Linked DNA regions of Callithrix jacchus: region 1 is linked to region 2. The links are chromatin contacts, called in public Hi-C maps. All regions are on one chromosome and are shown on one strand. The core of a region is the stretch at or near the end of the contact, and the rest is flanking DNA. Distances in the headings are between cores, read along the strand shown.

What was found. A called contact is a pair of places that touch in the nucleus more often than the background predicts.
Region 1: a contact with region 2 is called in a Hi-C map of skeletal muscle, with 9 times the contacts expected there. The contact joins the promoter of COQ2 here to the promoter of MRPS18C in region 2. A contact is called at or near these places in 2 of 3 Hi-C or Micro-C datasets (both in skeletal muscle).

The regions. Positions count from the first base shown.
Region 1 is chr3:114,476,872-114,483,519 of calJac240_pri, reverse strand. COQ2 (coenzyme Q2, polyprenyltransferase) reads right to left here and starts at 2,898. Exons shown (of 7, transcript XM_008993056.5): 1 at 2,601-2,898. The coding sequence starts at 2,853.
Region 2 is chr3:114,293,512-114,300,403 of calJac240_pri, reverse strand. It overlaps MRPS18C (mitochondrial ribosomal protein S18C), which reads left to right and starts at 4,699. Exons shown (of 4, transcript XM_054253185.2): 1 at 4,699-4,817; 2 at 5,565-5,620. The coding sequence starts at 4,703. It overlaps HELQ (helicase, POLQ like), which reads right to left and starts at 4,482. Exons shown (of 18, transcript XR_004740809.3): 1 at 4,034-4,482; 2 at 1,603-2,317.

The sequences.
Region 1 (6,648 bases), core at 1,649-4,148, 180 kb before region 2:
GTCACTCTGTACACCCTAAATCTCTCTGTATACTTCAGTTTCACGTGTTCTTTTGTCCCTACTGATTCCTAGTGACATTTTTTTTTCTGTCTTCCGTATGACACTTTCATCCTCCATATTTTTCTGTGAAGAAAGATGGAGAGGTAGCAAAGACAAGAGACAAGTAGATTGCAAAAAGAAATGTTTCTAGTAGAAAAAGGAAAAACTGTATAGGAGATGAAATAAAATGAGCAAGTTCTGAGGGATGATGGGCAGATCAAAGACAGATGATCTTTAAGACAACATAATCACCCATAAATGTGGTAAAACAAAAAATTACACTCCCAATTTGATGGAAAGAGTGCCACCTGCTGAAACTTTCTAGAATAAAGTAGGGTGGCCCATTTGAAAGAAGCTGTATTGCCTTCTCAAAAACAATGAAACCTGCTACTGATCAATGAAGGTAACAAGTCGTAACTTCAACAAAATAAAACAATGAACATACAATTATCCCATAAAAAAAGAATTCAAATAAAAAATTATCAAACCTGGAGTTCTACTACTGTCAATTATTGTTCCTGGCATATGATAGGGGTTTGAAAAATATTTGTGGAATGAATTCTAACATAGTACTATAGTTTTCTGAAAAATCCTGTAATGATCACCTTATTTAGAGTGAAACCAGGCAGACTGGTATCTTAACATACATAATCTGTAAGTACAATTTTCTCCAGTCCCCACTTCTAAGATAATAATGGCTATTTCTTCAGCATATATTAAGACAGGCAGTGTTCTAAGCATTTAACATATATTAATGAATTTTCATGACCTCATAAAGTCCATATTACTATTAATAGTATCTTCATTTTACAGATGAGAAATAGATGCCCAGAGAGGGCTTATAATTTAATCAAGGTCCCTCAGATGAGCAGATTCACATCCAAGATGTCTGGCTCCAAAGCTTTGCTCATAACCCCTCCATTGCCTCCTGTTACAAGGCAGAAGGTCCAGCCACTAAGATAGAAGCCGGAGGTTTAACTGGGGAAATGGGAATAATGGTAGACGTTCATCTGTAGGCCTATAGTGCAGCTCCATGCCACAGACTCTGAGAACAGAATAGTCAGGCTTCAGATTGGAACTGCGCTTGCAAATGTATGCCTCTCAATGTGAATCTGGCCCCAAAACGCATGGGGGTCATACACAGCCTCCCAATGATGGCAGAGCTGTACCTATCATTCAATATGCTTTTATGCTTTAATAGCTGATTGGTATAACTTAGTGCTCTGATCTCAAATAGGTCGTACATAAATCTAGAAACAAAAAGCAAGGCCTGATTTGGGTCTCGTATGGGCAAAAGTGGAGTGAATGTACCTAGGCTTTTGAATGCATCTCCATACACTGCAATGGCAAATGTCACCATCTAGACTGGCTGGAGTTCATCCTCTATTCCTCCATGTCACCCAGCTTCTTCAAACCCGTTCTTTTCTCATTTCCCATTTTCCACACCCACTTGGTGTTTCAGGTCAGGCTCATATTCTTAGTGCTCTAACACTCCACCCTGGGTCTTTGCAAAAATACTTCCCGCACTAAGATCTCTTCCCTCCTCTGCAAAATCAGCTTGCCCTCTGGAGTATAATTTCTTCTCGAAACTTTCCAGCAAGGGATCCACAGTAATTTCTCTTTTCCCCATAGCACTTACTATCTGTACCACTCATATTTGATCCATACTTTCCTAGCTCACCAAATAGTCTTTCAACTAGACCAGAGTTCCTTGAAAGCAAAGAGTTTCCATAGCTCTTTCTATCTCCATGGTCGGACAGTGTAGTAGAAACTTATTAATTAACACTAATGGAGAAGCCAATCAACTAATAAGTGCATAAGGTTAGTTAGTGGTGAGTGCTATTAAGAAAAATTGAGGATAAAGCAATAGAAAGTGAGGTTGGTAGGTGTTAATTAATACGGGAAGGTGAGGAAAATCTTCCTGTAGGGGGCGATTGTGATCAGACAGGCAGTCCGCAAGCGCTGTCCCTGAGGAGTTCAAACGAATTAAATCTTTGCCTTTTGGGTGACGAACACCGGGTTCTTCTAGTCTGGCTCTGACGAGGAGTCTTAGTTTCCTCAGAGTCTTACCTGTCTTAATTATTGTCTTTGTGGGCCTTACAGGATTGCGGGGAGAATCAAACATTCTAATAAATGAAGGCGTGCTTCCATACTGTCAACCTGCGCAAACGCAGGGCCACCAGAACAGAACCTTCTACTAGAGTCACCACTTAAACAAGTATTTGTGGAACGAGAATTATCTTGCCCGCTTCGGGTACTCAGGGTGCCAACAGATGTGAAACTGGCGGGTCCTTTAGGAGACTGTCCCGACTGAGTGTCCCGAGGTGACTCGCTCCAGGGCGCATGGCACCCAGCAGCCAAGCCCAAGCTTTCAGGCTCTCATTTCAACGTGTCCCGAGGTGACTCGCCCCAGGGCGCACGGCACCGGGCAGCCAAGCCCAAGCTTTCGGGCTCTCAATTCCATCACGCGATGGCTGGCCGCCGCGGATAGCTCTGCCGAGCGGACTCCGAGGCTGCTACCCGGAGATACCCGGGTTGCCCGCCCGCCAACCCGCACTCACCAATGGGCTTGTCCAACCGCATAAGGCGCAAGTACGGCTGCAGGGGGCGGGGCGCGGAGTCCACCACAGCCGCCGCGGAAAGGCTGAACTGGCGCCCGCGCGGCCCGGGACAAGCGGGGGGCTGCAAGTCACCACCATGGGGCGCGCCAGCCGCACGCGCCAGGGCTAAGGAGCGGCCCCGCCAGCCCGGCAGCCACGCTAGTGCCACAGCCCGCAGGCACCGAGCGAACTCCGTGGTTCGCGAACCCAGCATGGCGCTGGGGAGGCCGGGACGAGCCCCGGACGAGCCCGGATTGACGTCATTCCCTGTGGTCACCGGGAGGCATGCGCAGTGGCCTATCAGCAGACTACAATCAGCGCCTGCCAACCTGGTCGGTGGTGTGGGCAGGTCCTTTACGCGTCCTTACTTCTGAAACGGGGGTCCTCGTGGTCGCTTACTCTAAGGGAGGGATACTGAATGTAAAAGGAATTCCTATTGGCAAAAGACAAAAAAATTACAAATGTAGTTGTAAGTTTTTACAACTCGATCTCGATTGGCTTTGTGATTGTAGAATCAGGCAACGCTCAGAACAGGGGTCTCTGAGGGAAAAAGCAAACAAAAAATAGAATCGGACAACACCTTATTCCATAAAATAGAATAAGGGTTCTAAAGAGGCGAGCAGAGGAAGTTGGCTTTATAGACAGAAAAAGGGCTGAAGAAAGCAAAAGCAGAGAACAAAAAGCGAATTGGTCACTTCAGATTACTTTCATTGTGAGGCGGGGACAGGGAAACAGCAATAGAGAAGTAAATGGTTAACAACAGGTTACTTCAGGTTGAAGATTAAAACAGGGAACTTAATTGTCCTGACGATTGCATGTTGAAACGGCCTGTTTGGAAAATTGGTTGTTGCCTATCCTGACTTCTCAGAATGTCGGATACAACTTAGCTTTAGTTTGGGACTTAGAACTTTAGCATGGGTGACTCTTGATTCTTATTCTGAACTGCTGGGAGCTAGTGCAGGAACTTAGTTCAGAACAATGGCCCCCTATAATTTAACCCTGTTATCAGCTTTCTCAATAAATGGAAAAGGATAGTGTTTATTCATACGGAACAGTTAAAAAAAAAAAAAAAGCTTTGAAAAACCTACTGAACCCAAAAGAAGAATTTGCATACAGGATTAGCCATTTTAAAACAAAAAGTGGCCACATACAAGACTGTAAATTAAAATCGCATTCAGGGTTAAGGGATGTTCATTACACAAGTGAAAATTTAAAATTTGACAGCCATTCAAAGGAGTTGGTATAATCAACAGCCAGCCACTGTGTATGATGCTAAGAACCTGCAGCTGAAAAGTCTGGTTGGCATTTTTTTTTTTTTTTTGTGAGATAGAGTCTTGCTCTTATCCAGGCTCGAGACCAGTGGAGGGATCATGGTTCACTGCAGCCTCCACCTCTTGGGCTCAATCCATCCTCCCATCTCAGCATTCTAAACAGCTGGGACCACAGGCACAAGCCACCATGGCTGGCTAAATTTTAAATTTTTTGTAGAGAGGAGATCTCACTATATTGCCCAGGCTGGTCTTGAACACCTGGGCTAAAGTGATCCTCCTGCCTCAGATGGTCAGCAACCTTATTCATAGGCAACTCTGTATATGGCTGTCTGCCAGGCACTTTACATGTATCATCCCATTTAACCTCTCACTGGGTAACCCTAGGCAAGAAACTAACCTGGATTTTAGTATTCTAGGAAATTGACTTAGGCTTTAGGCTCCTTTCCTTAAAACCTGTACAATGATTCTGTGACTACTTGCATGTCTCAAGCACAGCAAGTTGAATGCCTGGCCACTTTGGTGTAATGAGGCAGGGGGTACCCAGCCTTTCTCCTGCCTGCAAAGAATAAAGGCCAATAGGCAATTTAGCAACACTCCTAGTTGTTTAGGTTGGAGACTATTGAGATCAGACTCACACCTGAAAAGGGTGTAATATCAGTCACGTATTGCATCCATGACTTTCCAATTTAGGCCACACTCTTTGTTTAAAAAAATATATTAAGAATTTCAGGATGGCAATAGCAGAGCATTAAACCAAGTACAAGGTGCTTCTTAACGTAGGCCCTGAGTGACTGCACAGGTACCCATGATGCTGACCCTGCCCAGAGCTGATATGACCCTAAGATATTTAGTCCAATTAAAGTGCACGGGAGACTGAGCTGGGCACCCACATGTCACTGAGTTAATTTGTAGGACAAGAGAACAGTCACATAGTGTAGAATCCTAACTTTCACAAGTCTCCTCTAGACTAATGCCAAGGCACAGTATGCCCTTGGGAAAGCCATTTAACTGCTGCAAACTCTTCAGAAAAGGCAGGGACTAGGCTTTCTCTAAAAGGGCCAAAAGGCTCTGGTTCCTCATTTTGGCTTGGCCAGGAACTCGTTTTGTTTTAAACTTATAACCCACAGGAACTGAAATGGCTAATTTTACATGTCAATTTGGCTAGGCCCTAGTGCCAAAATATTTGTTCAGAAATTATTGTGGCCAGGCACCGTGGCTCACACCTGTGATCCTAGCACTTTGGGAGGCCCAGGTGAAAGAATTGCTTGAGCCCAAGAGCTCAGGACCAGCCTGGGCAACATAGCGAGACTTCATCTCTACTTCAAATTCAAAAATTAGCTAGGAATAGTGGCATATGCCTGTGGTCCCAGCTACTTGGGAGGCTAAAGTAGGAGGATTGCTTGAGCCCAGGAGGTTGAGGCTTCAGTGAGCCATGCCACTGCACTCCAGCCTGGGTGACAGGGTGAGATCCTGTCTCAAAAGAAACAAACAAACAAAAAAACTCTTTCTTTTCTTTTTTGTTTTTGAGTTGGAGTTTCACTCTGTTGCCAGGTTGGAGTGCAGTGGCGTGATCTCAGCTGACTGCAACTTCCACTGCCCGGGGTTCAAGTGATTCTCCTGCCTCAGCCTCCTGAGTGTCTGGGACTATAGGCACATGCCACCACGCTCAGCTAATCTTTGTGTTTTTAGTAGAGATGGGGGTTCACCATGTTGGCCAGGATGGTCTCGATCTCTTGACCTCATAATCCTCCAGCCTTGGCCTCCCAAAGTGCTGGGATTACAGGTGTGTGCCACCATGCCCGGCCTCTTTCATCTTTTTTATAGTACCTGGAAGAATTTATTACAATGATTGACAAGGCTTTGAAAACAAGGCAACCCCTCCCCACATCACAAGGACTGAGAAAGGTGATCAAATAGATTTTGCAGTATGTTCAATGGTGATAAGTGGCATGGAGAAAAGAAGAGTAAGGGAGCAAAATAGGGACAGGTTGTATGTATACATAAATAGGGTGATTGGAGTGGTAGGATGGTCCTGATGTCACTTTCTCAAAGACTTGAAGGAGCTAAGGGAGTAGCTATGAGAGATCTTAGGGAAGAATATCACTAGATACTCTTAGAGGAGATGGCTAGTGCAAAGGCCCTAAGATGGGAGCAAGCTTGAAGTGTTTTCTTAATAAGAGCAAGGAGGCTGGTATGGATAGAGCAGAGTGAGAAAAGGGAAGAGAGATCAGGGATGAGGGCAGAGAGTACCGGGGATCAGGTTGTGTGGGGCTTACATATCATGGTAATGACTTTGGCTTTTCTCTAAGTGAAATAAGGGGAGCCATTGGAGGATTTGAACAGAACAGTGACATGACGCAACCTCTATTTTATTTATTTTATTTTTCTTTCAGTGACATGACCCAACCTCTATTTTATTTATTTTATTTTTCTCTCATAGTTCTTGTCTCATACTGACTTCTATTTTAAATAATTACTCTCACTACTGGGTTAAGAGTAAACTGTAGGCAAACAGTGGTAGAAGTAGGGATATTAGTTAAGACACTTATGAGGCTCAGCTTGGTGGCTCACTCCTGTCATCCCAACATTTTGGGAAACTGAGGCAGGAGGATTGCTTGAGCCCAGCAGTTCAAGACCAGCCTGGGCAACATAGTGAGACCTCATCTCTACAAAAAATCTTTAAAAAATTAGCTGGACTCCTTTAGTCCCAGCCGCTCAGGAGGCTGAGATCGGAGAAT
Region 2 (6,892 bases), core at 3,450-5,949:
CTAGTTAAGAAAAAGATGAGTTAGATAGAGCCCTGCCCTCAGGGTATTCATTCTGGCAGACTAAACAAAATGCAAGGTGCTAGGAGAAAAGCAGAGAGAAGTAAGGTAACACCTACTTGCAGGGTAGCGCACACCGTTAGCTCTTAAACCATGAACCTCACAATTTAGATTTCTTGTAGAGTCTTTTATTAGACTTTGTTTCCTGTAGTTCTACTTCTCCAACCTGATTGTCTTCTCCCTAAGAACCCAATTTTTCATATCACTCATGAGATTCTAATAGGAGTTCCAGAAAAGTTATGAAGTAGAAGGTTGATGCGCTGACCTTCCAGTAGGGCAGCAACTGTCTCTTCATTGTCTAAAATGAAACGTATCTGAAATATATGCAAGGACCCTGGATTTTTGAAAAACATTACAAGATACCTTAATATTACTGTTTCTTTGCAGTTACGCTTGTCTAACCCATGGCCCTCATGAGGCCCAGAATGGCTTTGAATATGGCCCAACAAAAATTTGTAAACTTTCTTAAAACATTATGAGATTTTTGTGGGGTTTTTTTGCAATTTTTTTTCTTAGCTCATCAGCTATCATTAGTGTTAGTGTATTTTACTGTGGCTCAAGACAATACTTCTCCCAATGTGGCCCAAAGAAGCCAAAAGATTGGACATCCCTGACTTTTAACTGCAGATGTTTAGTTTCGGGAGTCATAGCACAAGGCTGAACATCTGGGTGGCGGTGGGGATGCACTTGCGGGGAGAGGTGGCTGTGGCTGCTCGTGGGAGGTTATGGGGAGAAAAAGAAAAAAGATGCTTAGTTCTAATCAACAGTATTACTAATACTGACTTCTTTCACTCAAGACATGTGACTGTGAAGACATACTGCAACAAGGAAGTTTTGGTAGAGAAGACAGAGCCAGCCAAGGAAATATCAGCTAAGAAAACTGAGGATCCACTAGACAGAGTAAAAAAACAGGAGTGGTTATAAGGAGGTCCAGAAACAAAAATTTCAAGAAGGGTATAGTCAATAGTTTCAGGTAAGGTAAACATTGGAAGTATCACTGGATTTAGACACCTTAGTCATCAGATGAACCCAGAATTAGAGTGGGGTACTTTACTGAAGTTCTTACTTAGAAGCTACCAATATAATTACTGACAAATTGTTACCAACATCTAATTTGGCATGCCCTTGAACCAGAATCTAACTTGTAAAACAATTTATGATTCCTTTATTGATTTATTTTTAAAGATAGGATTTCTCCATATTGGTCAGGCTGGTCTTGAACTCCCAACCTCACTTTGCCTTGGCCTCCCAAAGTGCTGGGATTACAGGTGTGAGCCACCACGCCTGGCAATTCCTTTCTGATAGATGAGGAATTACGTGAGGTGAGGAAACACATAGAAAGGATAACTGGTTTGACAAGTGTGACTGTGAAGGGAAGGACATAGGTTCAGTGGCAGCATGATAGAGATGGAAGGGGTTGAGAGACCACTGATGATTTGTTTTTAGAAATAGTATGGACCATGAAAGCATTTGCTTCTGTTGACTTGCACTAATATTATGGTAACAATAGGAAAAAATTTATTTTATTCCAGCAAAAAGCATTACCATATAATTTTTCAATTCCTTTGAGCTGGACATAAAGGTCTCTCACTTTGCTGGGTAATGAATAAAAAGGACCAAGGTCATTTGATGACGACTCAATTGTTTTCTTAGCAACATTAATTTCTTTGGATAGGAGAGTCTCTTTGAGCTGTTTACTTCTAGAGAATACTGGTGTCTGGGCCTTGGCATTTCCAGTCATGGCACTTTTTAGATGATCTTTAATACTTGTTCTCCTATTCATATCTGAACTAGTTCTGACTTTGGAAGAGGACTCATCATTTTGCTGGCGTTGCTCTATGCAATTATGGGGCAATTTCTCATTCACAGTGTTGTGAGAGGATGACTTCCAATCCCTTTTTTTCATAAACTGATCACCCAAATCATTTGAAGAGTTCCGCAAATTTTCAAAGTACATAGCCTGTGAGGAGGGTACATCATACAAAAGATCAGCTCCAGGTTCAACAGTGACATCTTCACACCCACTCTGGTTCTCTGTGTGCTCATCAGTTTGTAATTCAGTAAGGTTGCCTATGGGAGTAACGCTGAGTTTGTTTTTGATACTTTCTGAGCAAAGATTTTCAGTGGCAAAGTCTGTAGCATGTTTCTGATGTTCAGGAAGTTGCATATATTTTTGCTCCAGGTCGTCAGCTTGAGCTATAAAGGAATTTTCAGTAAAGCTATCATAGTCACCAAACATGTCCTCTTCACTGTCATTATGCTGCAAGGAGAACAAAAACACTTATGGCAATTTCAGCTTCATTAATAAAAGCTTCACCAGCCTGGCCAACATGACAAAACCCTGTCTCTACTGAAAATACAAAAATGAGCTGGCCGTAGTAGAATCCTGTAATCCCTACTTGGGAGGCTGAGGCACGAGAATTGCTTGAACCTGGGAATCACAGGTTGCAGTGAGCCCTGATCGTGCCACTGCACTCCAGCCTGGCCTGGGCTACAGAGCGAGACTCTGTCTCAACCAAAAAAAAAAAAAAAAGGAATACGAGCTTCAGGCTAGGGCTGTACCAAGTATATAATTATGTGGTCACATATGGAACATACACCTATATGTAAATAGATATTATCACCAATTTACAGCTGAAGAAATGGAGGCCCAGAGAGGTTAAATTACTCGCCTAAACAGCAAGTTTATGAGTGTTGTGATGATACTGGGATTCTGAACAGGGTCTTGCTCTGTTGCCCAGGCTGGAGTGCAGTGGCTCCAGCCACTGCATGATCATGGCTCAATGCAGCCTTAACATCCTGGGCTCAAACGATCCTCCTGCCTCAGCCTCCCAAGTAGCTAGGACTAAGGTGCAGGCCACCACACCTGGCTAATTAAAAACTTTTTTTTGGTAGAGACTAGGTCTCTGTTGCCTAGGCTGGTTTTGAACTCAAACTTCTGGGGTTAAGTGATCCTCCCATCTTGGCCTCCTAAAGTACTGGGATTACATGCATGAGCCACCGCACTCGGCCAGATTCTAATTTTTTTCTTTTTTTTGAGACGGAGTCTTGCTCTGTCTCCAGGCTGGAGCACAGTGGTGCAGTCGCGGCTCACTGCAACCTCTGCCTCCTGGGTTCAAGCGATTCTTCCGCCTCAGCCTCCCAAGTAGCTGGGACCACAGGCGTGTGCCAAACGCCCGGCTAATTTTTGTATTTTTATTAGAGGTGGGGTTTCATCACGTTGGCCAGGATGGCCTCGATCTCTTGACCTTGTGATCCACCAGCCTCAGCCTCCCAAAGTGCTGGGATTACAGGCGTGAGCCACCGCGCCTGGCCAGATTCTAATTCTTAAACCTGTACTAAAACAGCAGGAAGACTGCTAGATGTCTACGAAATGTCAGCGCATTCGATGTTTCTGATAACTGCAGCTCTGCCCGCCCAGGCTCCAATATACAGAGACTGGCCTGTAACAGAATCATGGCTGTACCAGTAGACACTCGAAGGAGTTCTTAGGAATTTGGAATTGAGACTGAGAATCTGAACACTGACTTGGGGTGGTCTACTACACAGAAGAAACGTAAACTTGGAGGCAGCAATATAGTAAAGTGATTATAGTAAAATGGAGTAAGAACTGTAGTATCTCAACTATTCAGGGCCTGATTACTGTTGTAAAATCTAGATAATGTAACTAGTTTCACATAACAGGTCTTCAATAAACAGCAGATTTTATTTGTACAGTAGGAGCTGCTGTTATTTGGAAGCCTAGATTTGCGTCTCAGTCATGCCATTTATTTGCTGTGTGTACAACTTTTATGCCTAGGGGTTTACATTTCATATTCATACAGAAATGTAAATAACAAGGCAATCAATAACTCCTAAGTGCCGATTAACAGTGGTAACGAAGACGAGAGAAGCTAAGGTGACGATAAAACTGGTCAACTCTGCATCTGGGAAGGATGCCAAACGTTTGCAGTTTCAAGTTCCAAGCCCTCCGTACCTGGTCTCCCATCCCTCTGTCAGTGGGCATGTGACGTAGGAGGTCCGGGTTTGTATCACCACTTCCGAGGACAAGACAATCAGGGGAATCTGAGAGTAGACAGGGTTGTACCTCGACCGGTATTACGCCCGCAGTTTTCCGCCGCCTGTTCTCAGCCACCATTTCCTCCTCCTTCTTCTCTTCATCTCCGCGCTCGAGCTTGGCCGCGGTGGGAGCGACAAAAACGCACCCCACGCTTGGACGTTTCCTTTTGGGGAGAGACACCCGCCGGCGGATGCGGGAACCACCTTCATCCATGGCAAGGGTCCAGGGCCCTATTCAGAAGTCATTCTAAGTGACCCAGACGCTAAACCCGAATGGAAGTGAGAGTAGGAGGAGGGCGCTCCTTTACATCCACCTTGGGAAAAGCCCCCAAGTTAGTTCTCAGGGCTCGCGGACCGGAAGCAAACATAAATGTCTGCCCTCTCCTTGTCCAATCATAAGCGGCACGTGACCTGCCACGACGTGAGGGCCAGAACCAAATGGTGCTGCGCATGCGTATTGAAAACCTCACCAATTCTCGTGGGTCCTGAGCGTTCTCCCGCGGAACCTTTGAACCGGGTACTCAAGCCAACAGGGGAAGAGCAGCGGAAGGGACTTTTCGGAACGACTTGGAACTAAAGGAAGTGGATGAAACGCGGAATCATGGCCACTATGGTTGCTGTTTGTGGTGGTCTAAGGAGGAAGAAGTTGACACACCTGGTAACCGCTGCTGTCAGCCTTACACATCCCGGGATTCACACTGGTAAAGTCTCCATATCATATGCTCCATTGTAGCGTTGCAGACATGACCTTAGTCCTAATGGTTGGTGGAGTCGTCACTGTCATCAAAACGACTCTAGTTTCTAGGCGATTAAATTTCTCCAAGATGGATGGGAATCTTTAACTGCCCATGGCTAGTTTTAGTGTCTAGTCCACTCCTTTAAAATATTTAAACGTATGAGGAAGTTGGAGTGGTTATTAAAAAAGTAGAGATCTCTGGATAATCTTAGCGAGGAAGGGACATTTCCACAGTCGCCCAGCAGCAAATTCCAGATGTCTAAGGTTCCCAGGCAGAACGAAATTGTGACAGAGGTCTTCACATCTATATATTTGCAATTTTATCTTCTCTGTAAGTTATCTCTGGGACGGGTCTGTTACTCATTTTCTTTTTGGTATGGCAGTGCTTGTTGCTTCTCCTGTAAGAATTTGCATTAAGCATTTTCTCTAACCATGGAATGAAGGGAATGTCAGAAAGAGAGCAGATGAGTGGTTGTATGGGCGAGAAAACATGTGTTTTCCCCCAAAGCCCTGGAATGCACACCCATGTTAAGTCTTAATCTGTCCCAAATATAAATTAAAGGTACTTAACCAGTCATTCTGAATATAATGAATATAAAACCATTCTTTCATATTGTGTCCCTTAATTCATTCCGTCTTCATAAAAACAAAAATCCTTAGCTATTCACCTAAGAAAAAGAAATCGTTAATTGCTGTTTCTGTTTAATTGCAGTGCTGTGGAGAAGAGGTTGTTCACAATATAAACAGGTAGCCAGCAATGAAGACCTGGTAAGAATTTTTTTTTCTGTTAGTAAGGCACTTGCAAATATGACCAAATTATAATTTTTGAATGAGAACTGATATTACACTCTAACATCTTTTATTTTAGCTACTCGAATAGAGTTCTGCTGTAGGACAAAACAATTAGATAATAATTACTCTGAATTCAGAAATTATGATGAATTGGCATCAGTTAGATGAGTTTTGAAGTAAGGGAATTCCTAGCTTCCCCTACTTTGCAAGAAGCAAAGCTGCTATAATACCATATTTTTCTTCCTAGATCTTAAATTTAAGAATATGTCATTTGGGAATTGTTTATTATTTTTTACATTATTTTATTCTCAAATTTATCACCATTATTTTTTTATATAGCCCTCTGTAAGCAAATGATTTGGGAATTTTTAAAGGTAGTTTGGGTGAGTAGAATTTTAGATAACTGAAAAGAGACTGTACAAAGCTTAGCTGTATATTCACATTTTTTTCCTACCTTTGTCTCATTTGGAGGGCTGCCTTAAGAAATTAGGGATCAAGGCTGGTGTGGTGGCTCATGCCTGTAATCCCAGCATTTTGGGAGGCTGAGGCAGGCAGATCACAAGGTAGGGAGTTTGAGACCAGTCTGGCCAATATGGTGAAACCTCATCTCTACTAAAAATACTAAAGAATTAGCTAGATGTGGTGGTGCATGTCTGTAATCCCAACTACTCGGGAGGCTGAGGTAGGAGAATTGCTTGAACCTGGGAGGTGAAGGTTGCAGTGAGCCAAGATCACACCATTGCACTCCAGCCTGGGTGTCAAGAGTCTGAGACTGGCTCAAAAAAAAAAAAAAAAAAAAAAATTAGGGATCAAAATTAAAGTTTTACACCAAGACATTAAATACAGTTTACTCTAACCTGTTGGCATATTTTTATGAGTTTAAAGTATTAGTATGGACTTGAAAGCACAGGTTCTTACTGCATACAAAGGTAATTTGACACTAAGACTATACAAAGCACTTGCACAGAGCTGAGGAATGTAGTCATGAGAGCTGAATGTAAATTGGAAATTTTGGAGGAATTGGAAAAAACAAAGGAACTTGTCTAGTTTCTCTGAGCATGTGTCTTGGTAATCTGATTAACCCCCATACTTTAAGAAAGTAAAGGGACTTTATTCTTTTTAGTTCATAAATCCCTTTGTCTCTAATCAAATTTATGGATCCTCTCCACAGAAAAAGGCACACAGTCCCATTCATTTGAAATTTTGCATACAATTACAGGGAGTCATGGGTTTCAAAGCCATTTCTAG